Regions from separate parts of the Zea mays genome. Here region 1 is linked to region 2. The links are chromatin contacts, called in public Hi-C maps. All regions are on one chromosome and are shown on one strand. Each heading gives the region's core, a stretch centred on a gene start, on an enhancer-like site or on the middle of the called end of the contact. The rest is flanking DNA. Distances are from core to core; before and after follow the strand shown. Region 1 holds the start of LOC103635403 (probable protein ABIL4). Region 2 has its middle 97 kb from the start of LOC103637029.

Region 1 (3,777 bases), core at 953-3,452, 280 kb after region 2:
TGACATAATAAAGTTATACTTATTTCCGCTATTATTTGAGCATTGTGTGATGATGTCCAATTATGTAATCGTTGTGTACGTGAATTTCTGATCCTAGCGCGTACATGGTTCACATTCGGTTTACCTTCTAAAACCGGGTGTGACATGTCTGTTCATCCGGGTGCGCCAGCCTGGAACTGGACACTGTCCGGTGCACACCGGACAGTCCGCTGCACCGCATGATGGTGCAAGTTTGGCTAGACTTAGCCAAACTTCTCCATTTGAATTTCTCTCGATTTGAGAAGATCCCTAGCACTTAGTAGAGCATAGTTAGTGCCAAAAATAATTTACTAAGTGCTAGAATCATACCTTCGTTTCTCCAGGATTCTAGAGTTTGCAAATTATCTTTACAATCCTCAATTTGCTTCTCCTTTGACTCTGAGCTCATACTCACAATTGTATGTTAGATCAAAGTGATGTGTTAGGCACTTGATTACCAAAACACTTAGAAATAGCCCAAGGGCACATTTTCTTTCAGCTCTTAATGGAAAATATGTAACCACTAAAATTATATGCACCTGAAATAGTGTTGGAGCTTCTTGAATGCAACAAGGACCACATATATTAGTTTATGCATCTCTGGTTACCTAGTCTTATTGATGTGGAGGACTTTACTAATGAAGTAGATTGGTCATTGGAAATGGCGAGTAGCATGGCGAGATAAGCCCAACTCAAAGGGGCCAGGGATCGGATGGACAACAGTCTCTAAGAGGGCACCCACAGGCTCTATCTCTGTCGCTACGACTCACCCGACTCACTAAGAGGAGCTGCACCTCCCCTGCTCTGAGTCAGTACAGGCCCCAACAGAAGTCGGGGCTCACGACATTCACTATGTGCCCTAACAATAATGAGATCTTTAAATGTTCACGGGAGAGCCCTTTACTATGAGGGACTCTCGGCATTCACTGAGGATGATTATAGAGATCTGTAGCTACGAATGTTCATGGGAGGACCTAATAGTGGCTAGAGCTCCCAATACTCATTAGAGGTTATGGGATTGTGCCAGGCCCTCGAGTGTTCACAGAAGGATCTGACAGTGGCCGAAAGCTCCTAGCATTTGTTGAGGATTCCAAGATAAGCGTTCACGGAAGAACATAATGGTGGCTAACAGTGTGTTTGGTTCAGCTATTGATTCCTAAAAATCTGATTTTAGCTACAAGCTATGAGGGGGCTGTTATGAGCTGATGGCTATGGGAAAGCTAAAATCTATTTGGTTGAAACAATTGTCAACTATAGATTCTATAATAGTATGATAGCTTGGCAACATGGCAGGGGGGGACCACCCTGGCCTCTCGAATGAGTCAATTCGATAGCATGATATCATCGGCAAGGGGTGATACGCTTTGTCGTGGGGGTATATGCCCACAACGCTATACCCAAACGTTGTGGTTGTAGTCATGCCCAATCTAGTGTATACAAAGCATCCTATACGAGTAGCGTGTATGGCAGTGACAATAGCTGAAGCGATAGGTGTTGCGTCATCGTCTTCCATTGGTATGAAGCCTCTCAGTCATGGAATATCAATGTGGAGTCTAGAGAGATGTTGAAAGGGATAGCATCATATATGGACGAGCATCGTGGATGGGGGATGATGAGCGAAGAGTAGATGAGAAAAATGTATAATGTTCAGGGACAACAAAGCCACATCATTGACCTCCAAAATCGAGTGTAGAGAGATGATGGCAACTTTAGCTGTCGCTAGGAGGTGTCATGGAGTGAGAGTCGAGCGACAAATTAGATAGAAAATAAAACGATTCAACCCTATAAACAGTAGTAACCGAATAATAATTTCTAAAAATCTAGATGACATAATTTTTTTTAAAAAAAGATAAAAGTATGTTCTGGATTAAACTAGAGAAATCTATAGATTCTCGTAAATCTATTCATCCCACGTAGCCTTTTGATTATGATTCCAGATTTTTTGGCTTAGGATCATCATTATGTCGTTATTGTAGGAATCTGATATTAACGTTATGATCATATAGATCCCATATTAATTGTTTCGTTACCATCGAAGGAATCGAAATGGGAACGCAGCATGAAAATCTTGCGGTGAAAACGGCGTTCACAGAGAAAGCGAAGATCAATCTACGGCGGGTACAGTCAGTGCGGTGGTCAGTCGGAGGCAGACAAGCGAAGCAGCCAAAACCACCAGCGAGGCGGCGATGAGTGAGCAATGATTCCCCTGCCAAATCGAAAAAATCTCCCTGCTAGGCTAGGCACCAAGCCAAGCAAATCCACTCGAGACCAGACCGGCGACGGCGGCCCCGCGTCCGTCGCCATCAAAGCCACCGCTGCGGTCGCTCCTCCGGGACCCCTCCTCCTCCGCGGACCACCGCCAGCGCTCGACAGCAACACGCGCACGCCCACGCGCGAAGAGTCAACAGGAGAGAGACTGGCGGTGGTGGAACTGGCAGTAGAATAAGCTTGCGTCGAGTGGGAGTTGGCGAGGCATCGCTCGCTTCCCCTCCACCCCACTCTGCCCACCGAGCGCCAGTGGAGCGCTTACTTGACTTGACCTCGCCGCCTCCTGCCCTCCCCCTCCCCCTCCCCCTGCCGGCGCCCGTTCTTTCCTCCCCTCGCCGGACGCCCACCGCCGGAGCGGAAGAGGGGGGAATGCAGCCGCCGCAGCAATACCCGCCGGCGCCCGGCTCCTGGGGCGGGGTCGCGGGGGCCAGGGCCGGCGCCACCACCGTGGATGAGGCGTCCATGGAACGTAGCAAGAGCTTCATCAAGGCCCTGCAGGTGCTCCCCGAACCCCGCATTCCTAGATCCATACACGCGCACGCACAAAAATCCTCCCTTTTTTTCTAAAAGGAAAAGGCTGTCCCTGCTCTGTCTCACCGGGGATCCGGCTGGATTTCTGCTTCGTGATGATGGCGCAGGAGCTCAAGAACCTGCGGCCGCAGCTCTACACCGCCTCCGAGTACTGCGAGAAGTCCTACCTCCACAGCGAGCAGAAGCAGAAGTGAGTCGCGTTCCCTGCTCCTGCATTTTACTGCCACACAAAGGGAGAAGGAATCACTACTACTCACTTCCTAGTCTTACCACGGCGCCCAGCCATGGTTGCTCTTCGTACAATTGCATCTTGCATGCTGTATCTAGCACTGTTTTGTCATTTCGCCTAAGGGTTGAAGGATCCAATCGAAGCGTGGGTGCAGCATGTGCTGGTAGCAACTACACCCAACTACCTATGATAGGTGTAGACGACTGAGCCAACTAAGGCAAGGACGGCAACAGGTGTGAGGAAGGGACTTGATGTGTGAGATGTGGCTAGAAAACAAACTCTACTGGCTAGAGAAAGATATAATTTTTTGGTATCATCTGGAGTTTTGGAGTTACCTGACAACTGTCCCTGTACTGTTCGTAGTCTGAATTTTGTCACTGCATTGAAATTTTAGCAACGGGGACCCCCTCTTGTAGTCTTGTTTGACAGTGCAGAATAAATTTCAGAAATATAGGGTGCAGACTTTCACATCTTTTCTTTTATTAATGATGAGTCGATAGTGTACTGAACTCGAGCTTGCAGTATATACTCTTATTTCAACACAGGACATGTTGAACTGTAACATTCAGGTCATATTATGACAGCTGAAGCTGTTAATTTATGTCAGGGTGCTGGACAACCTGAAAGACTATGCCTTACGAGCCGTCGTCAACGCGGTTGATCATCTGGGTACTGTTGCGTACAAACTGACCGATCTTTTCGAGCAGCAAGCTTCCGAGGTGTCGACATAT
Region 2 (3,799 bases), core at 334-2,833:
ATCACTGTGTTCATTTGTGTTGATCTTCACTTGATTTGTTTCCCTTTCCTTCCTCTCTCTAAAAGTTCACTTGCTCACATTGATTTGAGTCTGCTCCCAAGGTTATCCGCATTGATTGAGCAACTCATAGAAAGGAGAACTATCTTCCACACTCCGAATTTATTTCTAACCCTAACCTCAAGTGTAGTGCCTACGTTCCTTCCTTCTAATAGGTGAGGATATGCATGTCCTAATCCCACCCGCGGTTGCATAGACGGGGTTAGTTTCCCTGCTCTACTCCGATCCGAGACAGAGTTTCGGCAGCACCTCCCAGATGTTCTCCCCGATGTGGGAGACTTAGGTTTCTACACATAGCGCATCACAACTTTTTCAAAACATTCTCAAATTTTATATCACAGCCTCTACATATGATATCATGACATGTGCACAAGTTTCATGATTTTTTGACTTTGTGTTTTATACAATTTTTAAACAACTGGATGGCAAGTTTACGGTCATGTTTAGTGAGCATTGTGCTCGAAAATTCCGGTCTGCTCCTGAAATGGCCCGTAACTTGTGCTAAGTAACATGAATACCATTTTTGCATTCACAATTTTTCATTTTTCGAGTGAATTGCAGTTCAAATTTGAATTATTAGAGGAAATTCAATTAAACGAACAAAATCTAATAGTTATAGCAAACACTTTTATAATTATGCCAAAAATGGAACATGTAAGTCTATATAGTGTAGGAACAAACACAAAAAATTTGGCTAGAAAAAAAAATGGAAATATACTTTACCGTGTGTCTAAGTAAGGCACTTGGCAAAGCATAGTTTGCCTAGTGTTAGCCGGACGACACTCGGCAAAGTACCTTCTTTGCCAAGTGTCAACGTCTTGCGCTTGGCAAAAATAACGGTTGTCAGATATAGATGGTTGCTGACGGCCCTTTACTGAATGTCAACGTTCGCCGAGTGTCTGTCTGTGCCGAGAGTCCTGCTCTCGATAAATGTGTTCGTTATCTAGAGTAGGACTTAGCTGAGTGCGACACTCAGCAAAGAGCCAGAGTGCCCGACAAAAAGTACTCGACAAAGAGACGGATTCCGATAGTGAAATGAGGTGGGACGGTAGTTCTCTAACCTGAATATATTACACATGCACGGAACAGATTATGCTATGGATCTCTCTGTCTTTCTCAAGCTTTGACTTTCCAAGGAAAGGATGCATCCAGGGCACAAGTACTCATGTTGACGAATTGAGGTTGAGGCATCATCAATCTATACATAGAAACTAAGATCACCACAAGTCCACAGCTAGCCAGGCAGATGAAGAAACTGACTAGCGCTCCATCCGATCCAGCCTAATAAACAGCTTGTCTTGGAGTGACACAGACACGTTTATGTTGTGCTAGCTGGCAGCTTGTCTTCACTGAAACAATGGACAATTTTCCATACCTGTCAATGTATCATCACTCTATAGCTCCGTGTTTGACTCTTCCTCTAGCTAATAAGCCAGGTAACTGATCGATGTTACTGTAGTGGTCGTACGTGTTCTTCTTACGCAAAGAACGTGTATGAAGTGAGGCTTGCATTGGGACGTACGACTGGGAACATAGACATGGGAAACGAGCTACTAGTGGGCAGTGGAGTCATCCAGCACACAACAAACCGTAGTGTAGCTAGCTGCTAGGTGCGTGCATTGCATACGTGCTTCGTACGTCGCTGCATTGTCCTCCCGCCTTTTGCGTGTCTTGGATCTGTTGCTTCTTCCTGCACGTCTCGGAAAATGGACGTGCTCCCTGTTGTGGACAGATGGCGACCCGCGAGGCTTCTTTCTTTAATTTTCTACTCGTTCTGAAAATAGCTTTATTAAATTAGTTTTCAGGACTACTCGCATCGGTCGACAATTAATTTGCCCAAACAGCTAGCAAAAAGCTGATTATATTCCTAGAAGCTCTCGTTCCTTCCATCACAAGTGTGATTTTGGTGCACTTGCCCAACTGCATGAGGTCTCTGTGGCTGCACACGTACGTAGCGGTTATCGAAAACTAAAAGAACAGCTCTTGTCACTTGATCGACCCGTGTAAAACTGTTTAAAATAAGAAGTGCTTAAACCGGATACCGACGTGACGTGCCATGTTGAAGCATGCTGCTAATGAAAGATTGATGATTCAAGTGACACAAAAATACCAAGTTTGAAGATCTAAGTGACATAAAATGCCAAGTTTAGGAATCCAAATGATTTCAAAGTCACGTCAGCATTTGGTTTGAACAAACCCTTTTTTTCAACGGTTTTATATGGAGCGTCAAGTTCAAGCATCCATTTAGCATCTTCAAGATACTAGTTAAATGACTCGCCAAGCTAAATTTTGACTATTCAACAGCAAAATAACTTTCCAACAGATTAGCTATTTGACTCGTCAAGCTTTCTGACTCTCTAAATTAGCTCTCTCATTAGCTAAATTTGGCTAGTCATCTGACTAGCAAAACTAAATAGATAGTCTATGGGAGTGAGATGCTACATATAGAGTGCAACCATTATGAAAAATTAGATAGAGAGTTAAATAGAGAGTCAAAAATAAAGAATCTATTGGAGATGAGGAGGTCGAGTTTGAGGACCGCTAAAGCGCTAGCGGGTGCACTTTACTCCATTACATACGTTTAGACAGCCGTACGTATAGGAGGAGTGGTATATATATATATATATATATAAAACAATGAATGAAACAAAGGACAGGAGCCAACGCATGACTTTGGAAAGAACCGGCCGGTAATTTTGACGCTAGTGGAAAAGTGTACAAAAAAAAACCAAATAATTAAGCCTGCATCGTCCGACGTTGACGCCTTGACGACGATGTGAACGCCGCCGGATCGGAATCGGGCGGCGCATGCTGCAGAAAGCTTGCGCTGGTCTTCGTTCGCTGCGGCGCGCGCCGCCTGGTGCACGGGCGACCGTACGAGGGGTTCGTCGCAGTCGCAGCCGGCCCGGCAGGCCGTGTGCATGCTGCATGCAGAGCTGCTGGCCGCCGGAGCGAGAAAGGAGAGCTAGCTAGATGCAATGTCGAGCAGTCCGGTCCAGGTGCACGCTGCGACCAGCGGCATCATTTCCTTCCTGGTCTCCGTCTTTTTTTTTTTCTGTATTTCGTTCTTTCTAGCTTTTGAAAACATCCAGGACCAGCGGCGTCTCTTTCATACCTTGTCGCCGCCGGTCGCCGGTCGCTGCGGCGTGGCGGCATTGCCGGGGTACGGTGTGGGATCCACTATAAGAATGTGTATTCGCTGACTGGACCTGGATGAAAGGGGCATGCATGTACGTACAACGACGAGGCCAGACGGAAAAAGAAAGTAAGAGCACACATAGGCGCTCGGAAGGATCATCGGCAGCTCAAACTCCAATACTGCGTAGGTTGTGTGTTGATCTGTTGACAAAGAATAGTACTCTACGGCGACACGCACTACAGTCTACAGGACTGCTTATCGCCTGCTTCTATATGTTTTGTTTCAGCATGGAACAATATAGGATTAGATGGCAAGTACTTTGTTCCAATATTATCACACAACACAATACGTCTTGTTGCCTCGCTCGATCAGGACTAGAAAGATTAAGCTCTTCTATAAGAATTTACACTAGCATAATTTGTGTTGTAGCATTTGCTATGGCTCTATATATACTCGGCTTCCATGCTAGACCTCAATAATGCAATGTCTCTTGCTTACGTGCACTACATGATATGAGATTACTACCCAAATAAACTGTAAAATCACAAATATATCTTCTACCATTTATTTATATCTCCTGCCCAATATAATTTGCGTCATAGA

What was found. Hi-C and Micro-C count contacts between places; a contact is called where the count stands out from the background.
Region 1: a contact with region 2 is called in a Hi-C map of leaf, with 3 times the contacts expected there. The contact joins the promoter of LOC103635403 here to the enhancer-like site in region 2. A contact is called at or near these places in 4 of 25 Hi-C or Micro-C datasets (endosperm, leaf and tassel).

What each region holds. Positions count from the first base shown.
Region 1 is chr8:77,158,006-77,161,782 of Zm-B73-REFERENCE-NAM-5.0, forward strand. LOC103635403 (probable protein ABIL4) reads left to right here and starts at 2,203. Exons shown (of 9, transcript XM_008657858.4): 1 at 2,203-2,784; 2 at 2,925-3,007; 3 at 3,654-3,777. The coding sequence starts at 2,656.
Region 2 is chr8:76,874,503-76,878,301 of Zm-B73-REFERENCE-NAM-5.0, forward strand. No RefSeq gene overlaps it. Among protein-coding and RNA genes, the nearest start is that of LOC103637029, 97 kb to the right of the region's middle. Within about 2 kb of position 1,584, at least 11 of the 20 cell types and tissues checked have an H3K27ac peak or open chromatin away from gene starts, as enhancers often do. A contact at or near this core is called in endosperm and leaf, where this site is marked.